2 separate regions of the Mus musculus genome follow, and region 1 is linked to region 2. Evidence: chromatin contacts called from public Hi-C data. All regions are on one chromosome and are shown on one strand. Each heading gives the region's core, a stretch centred on a gene start, on an enhancer-like site or on the middle of the called end of the contact. The rest is flanking DNA. Distances are from core to core; before and after follow the strand shown.

What was found. Hi-C and Micro-C count contacts between places; a contact is called where the count stands out from the background.
Region 1: a Hi-C map of liver shows a contact between it and region 2, with 2.8 times the contacts expected there. The contact joins two enhancer-like sites.

What each region holds. Positions count from the first base shown.
Region 1 is chr13:114,074,788-114,077,942 of GRCm38.p6, forward strand. The region is part of intron 4 of Arl15 (ADP-ribosylation factor-like 15); the gene reads left to right. Among named protein-coding and RNA genes, the nearest start is that of A430090L17Rik, 75 kb to the right of the region's middle. Within about 2 kb of position 1,479, at least 13 of the 459 cell types and tissues checked have an H3K27ac peak or open chromatin away from gene starts, as enhancers often do. A contact at or near this core is called in liver, where this site is marked.
Region 2 is chr13:113,601,849-113,604,716 of GRCm38.p6, forward strand. The region is part of intron 1 of Snx18 (sorting nexin 18); the gene reads right to left. Among named protein-coding and RNA genes, the nearest start is that of Snx18, 15 kb to the right of the region's middle. Within about 2 kb of position 1,428, at least 63 of the 459 cell types and tissues checked have an H3K27ac peak or open chromatin away from gene starts, as enhancers often do. A contact at or near this core is called in liver, where this site is marked.

The DNA.
Region 1 (3,155 bases), core at 229-2,728, 470 kb after region 2:
TCCCAGACTCAGCCAGGACTTGACTCTAACGAATCAGGATGGCTGATTATTCCACCGGAGGCATGCTGCTAAATTGCTGTTACCTCAAATTTGTGTGGGAGGCCTTTGCAAAGTAGCAGAGAGGAGAGTAAGTCTGCAGATAAAAACTGGGAGAAAGAGGAGAGCCCTGGGGGACAAGAAATGGGAAATGAAGAGAATGTATAGGAAGTATTAAAAGGCAGGGTCATAGTTGACCAGAGTTGGTTTTAAAACAAAAAGAAAAAGAAAAAAAACAAAAAAGGCTAGTCTTGGTAGCACACACACCTGTCATTCCAGTCCTAGGGAGACAGACAAGAGGACGGCCATAGTTCCAAGCCAGCCTGGCTGCATAGTGAGTTCCAGGTCAGCCTGGCTACATAGTGAGAGCCTGTTTCAATCCCTTCTCTACCCACCATCCACCTCAAATAAAGACCTGAAATGGGAAAAGGGAAAGTCTGAGATAATAGCAAACCCAGTCTTGTGGACTCACTCGGCAGTTGGGTCAGCAGTGGCCATGTACAGAGAAGTCAGAGGCTTTGTAGAGAGTCGCCGTTTTGTAGAGAGACTAGGAGCGGGGCCATCTCTCAGAAGAAAAACCCCCACTTTCTGCTTACTGGAGGGCACCATCTGTAATTGCTACTCAACATCCCGAGTTAATGCTTCGAGGGTCTCTTCACAAAGCAAGTGTTTAATGTCTAGTATCTAACCACTTAATATTTAACTTTTAGTGCAGCGTATCAATACCTTCCAGCCATTGTGCTTAGATACCTGGTATTTTTTTTCATTAGCAACCGATAGGCATCTATAATGGTTAATTCCGTGGCCGTGTTGGTATTGGATACTAGGTTATGTTACAACACAAAACAGTAGTCACATAAGAAGGTTCTAGTTTATACAAACTAAACAAGTCACCTAATCGTAGAAACATGTGGGCAAAACTGAAATTTAACATGGTTTTTAATGCCTTTGCATGGAGATTGTCATACAAGCATTCTCAAAGGGCGAGCTATCTGGGGTGTCACCGCTCTCATCTGAAGATAAGGTATACATCAAAGCTGGTATAGATTCAATTCTGTGTTACAGTAAGAAACCACCACTTAGTGCTAGGCACTGAGTATGTGTGCGTGTGCATGTGCGCACACCTGCTCTCTGACATCTCAGCACGGGACTCCATCACTCAGAAAAATGCAAAGTCCCTTTTTACCGTTTAACTTTGTAGTTCCCACCCCAGCGTACCACAGTTACTCCATAGAGGATATTTTGGAATTTTAGAGTAAAACATGGAGTAGTTGGTGATTTTCCAACTCCCCCGTACCCCCAACACACTGGTACCTTGAAGTAGTTCACAGTTTCAACATTAGGTGGCGCTACATTCCTTTTGATGATGTCATCTCTCTCTAAGGTTGAGTTTGGGGACATAAAAGGCAAACACTGTAAGGTAGGTAATAGAGGTTAAGTTGTGCAATTGGAAGCATCCAGTCTGACCCTGAGACTTGAAGTTCCACAGGGCCTGACAGATATGCATAACCTTTCCTAAGGAATTGTGGTTTAAAAATAAATGTACACTTTTGTTTTTTAACTCTTAGTTTTGTTTTCTTCAAATTCCTACTAGCTCACAAAGGCAGCTACTTAGGAATTGTTTGAACCTAACTACTTAATAAATGAGCTGTTGGGTATTTTGTTTGGCCAAGAGACACTATGAGAACTGTCCAAGACTAACAAATTCATGGATCAAGAAAGTTTGGGATCCTTAACTCAACTGTGAACTATTACACAGCCCACTGAAGCTATAGCAAATGTCTCCAGTAGATTGTCTCGTTGACACATATGTCCCTGACTCTATCCTGCCTGACTGGGGTGAGCTGCAATATCATGTTGCTTATACCCTCCCTCCCATATAGGAATTCTTTCCTTCTCAATAAATCCAAAAATGTACGTATTCCCTACCAAATAGCTCATAGGAGTTCCTAAAATTTGACTGTAAATAAAAGAAATTCTCACAGGAAATTCAGATCACTTAGCCCTTTGGTTCCATTCCAGAACTGGCATTGTGTTCTCGGGGTGGGGAGAGTAAATAAGTTAAATGAATCCCAGAACAGATTAAAAAAGAAAATATGATATTTTGAAATTAAATATTCAAAGAGGAAAAGTGGTTTTGTTTTATTTTTAAAGTGTCTCAAAACAACTTCCAAATGACAAAGCAAAGACAGTGCTGCAGGTGACTTAGAGGTGCTTTTCAATTCATCATGAAACAGTTCTTTACTTGCAAGAATATTCATGACAGGGTTCCCCGAGATACGAACCTCCTGGGGGCATGTGAGAATACAATTTAAAAACAAATTTTTTTTTAAAAAATTCAATTTACCTCCAATTTTTTTCGGAAGCAAAACTTTGGATTTAAACAGGGTGCATCTGTTTCCAGAAAATACCCACCGGTGGGCACAAATGCCCACCCATGTGTGTGTGTGTGTGTGTGTGTGTGTGTTCACATGTATGAAAGTGCCCACCCACAGGGCCGTGTATGGAATATCAGCGCTGTACAGAGCTCACACTCAGCACTCAGCAGTTTTCCCGTTGAACACACCCCGAGCTTGGGCGCTAAACTGCCTTGGCTGCTGCTTGCATTTGATCCTGTTGGGAATGAGGCTAATTGCTGAAGAATTTCCATCTTAGCCAGGCTGTTAGCGCTTGAAATTAATTGGAGTTTTTACAGAATATTTAAGGCTTACTTGTACAGAGACCTTGGCTGTTCGGGAGCCTGGGTACATCCATTTTTCCAGATTTCCTGATGTATCGTCTACACCGATGCCCACCCGAGAAACAAGTTTTATTTAGCAATCATTTGATTGCAGAGGGTTGTTTGCATCCCCTCATTCAGCGGGGGACATCTGCGTGCACACCTTCTTTAAAACCCTTTCTGCCATCCTAACATGCTAATTACTGCCCTGCTTTCAATCTGGTCTCACAAAACAAGAGCCCTGAAAAAAATGTTTACATTCAAAGTGCCTTTTGCATGAGCATATCAGAGTTCTGGGTAAACACTAATTACGTCACATGGTTCTGTGAGTCTCATTTTTCTGTCTCAGAGTGAGGCTTTGGATCCTTTGGCCTCATATAGTTGCCAGCCTATGGACACG
Region 2 (2,868 bases), core at 178-2,677:
CTTAAAAGAGTTGTCGTGGTCACTGTGTTTCTTCACAGCAGCGGAACCCTAACTAAGACATGTGTCGAAAGGGATATTTACAGTGAGTAGTACAGTGAGTGGTTGGTTTATTGAGTTAGTTTGACAAACTATCCGGAGTCCTCTCTAATAAGACCAAAAGTTCACCCAGCTAATGATTTATTTCTAAAGGCGCACCCTGACCCCTGAGGTCAAGGCAACAGGAAGGGACAGAGACACTTCCTCCAACAAGGCCACACTTCCTAACAGTGCTGCTCTCTGTGGGCCTATGGGGGCCATTTTTATTCAGTGGCCGATGGATTACCAACCCCATCCCTCCAGGCCTGACAGACTTGAGAGGCGAGCTTCAGCTCTGGCCCAGGTGCACAGAGTAGCGCTGGTGCCAGGTTTCCTTCCTTATTTATTTAAAGCCGAAAGGTGCTTGGAAGTTCTTGGTATAATTCTAGAATCTTACAAGTAAGAGGTTGTCACTGGTCCAGAATGTCCCAGAGCTATGTGTTTCAAAGGGCCCACCATTCCCACCTGGCAGCCAGCCTGGCACTTGTCGCTTTCATCCTACACAGGTGTCTCCAGGGGACTGCTGACAACTTTATGGGCATCTACAGGTACAACGTGAGCTGAGCATCTCAAGCTAGCACGCAAGCTCACACCTGCATCCCAGGAGTTGGGAGCAGAAGCAGGAAGCTCACATTAGCTCAAAGGCACTGGAACAATATAGTGAATTCAAGACCAGCCTAGGCTACAGAGACCAGGTAGTCCTAAAAGCCCAAAGGGGACCCTTTCATGTTCCATATTTTGAGAGTTAAGAGGAAGTAAACCAATGTTTTAACTTTGCTGTTATGAACAAAATCTCCTAAACTCCAAGGCAGACTCTGTAACTGCAAAATTCAGCAAGGTTCATTCTCACACCTGCCCCACTCCTATCACCTTTGGAAGGAACTTTACCCCGCATTTCCAACATTAGAATCAGCTCCACAGACGCCCGAGGTCTCAGATTCACTTCCATCCCCTTCCTATGTTAGTGTGCCACCAGGGTAGGGCCCCTTGTGAAGTCTTATCCACCAGCAAAGCCAGAGAGGCGAGTCTCTGCACACGCTCCCTTATCAGGAACATGGTCCTCGTGTTTACCATGAATACTGAGCCAAAAGAATTAATTATTAACAAAGTTTATTAATATCACTACATTGAGGACTCAAATTCTACAAATGACTAATGGTCAAGGAAGTCGGCGCCACGTGACAGAGCGCGACACTATTTACATACGACGGTGTCACTGCATGAATCCCCTCTGTAAAAAGCTACTGCCCCCCAAGCATTTCAGGTCACCGCCTTTGGAGACCTCGGGAGCGCCGCAGCTCTGGTTTTAGTGAACACTGACAAGCTACCTAAACTGGGCCAAGTCAACAAGGGCCTGGGCAAGCCGCCTGGTGTCTCGCTGGCCTCTAAGGGGACAGGCAACTTTCCTCGCATAACCAACCCAGCAAGAGACAGGAAAAGCCCCTCCACACATCACAGCCGCTCTACTGCCTCAAGGGCTGCCCCAACCCCACTGAAAACCTCGCCAGGGCTGGTGCGGGGCACTTTGTGCCCCCCACATTCTCCCTCCGCACCTCAGCCTTCCCGGTTTTGTCCCTCAAAAGCCATCTACACAAAAAGCCCAGTCACTAAGCAACAGGGATCCATCCAAAGGCTGCTTTTTCCCTTGAAAGAGAAAAGGGGAGTGGTGGAAAAACTCACTGAATTTTGAAATCACCAAGGTGCCAAAAACACAAGGTAGATTTTTGGTCTTCCTATGGGCTTTCTCAGGAAACAGAGGCCTCAAGGTTAAGGGGCAAGGCAGAGGACAGAGCGCAGGGATGGGAGGTGTGGATGGCAGGGATGGGTTATTTTCATTCCCCTATGCTACAGATGCTGAAAGAAAATGCTAATTTAACCAAGGTGGCCTACTTCCTTCTTCTCCTCCTCCTCCTGGTCCCCACCCCCTTACAGCCCCCCTCCCTCCATCAGCCTGTTCCCCACCTTCTTTTTGGGTCTCCACCCACTGGATCGTAGGAAGCTGGGAAGTTTGTTTGACCACAGCCTGGTAGGAACTCCCTTGCCCAGTCACAGGTAGCCGTCATCCAAACTGCCTCAAGTCAGAGGAGGGTTTGAGCACACTTACACACACTGCCCTGGTGAGCAAGCACTTTGTCAGCTTGTATCTGTTTTCCAGACATGGACCTACTAGGTAGCCCAGCCTACTCTTGAATTCACAATCCTCTAAAATTCAGTCTCTCAGAATCCTAGGATTACAATGCCCAGTCCCCAAACAAGGTTTTGAAGGGGCTTAAGCTGGCCACGAAAACCAAGCACTAAAATATTTAAAGGTAAATTAATTTGAATTCACTTTGAACTTGGAACTGCACTAAATGAAGGGAAGTCTGGAGCTATTTCAAGAGAGCCAGGACAAGAGTGAGTGAATCCTGGCTGTGTGTTAACAGGGGAACAACAAAAAAAGAACTTTCAAGAATTCCATTTAAAGAATTCCATTCTCTAAGTTCGGTTTGGCCCTAAAAATAAAAAAGAAGTTGCTTGTTGGTGGTACAAAAGCCCTGCTACAGCCTGATGGCCGCTAGCAGAGCTTTGCTGGCTCAGCTGCACCCCAGTGACCGAGGTCCACGAGGTCCACAGGTAGAAGGACCCTAGTGCACATGAGAACATCAGGAGGCACACTCACTAACTCACTAACTGCTCCGTTTGCCTCCTTCCCCATGAAGCCCAGAGCCATGGGGCCCTTGAAGTTGTTAAACAGAATGTTCGTAGCTGGAACTTCATAAAGATTCTGATGAAGCCTGAGCTCCTGAGAAATAC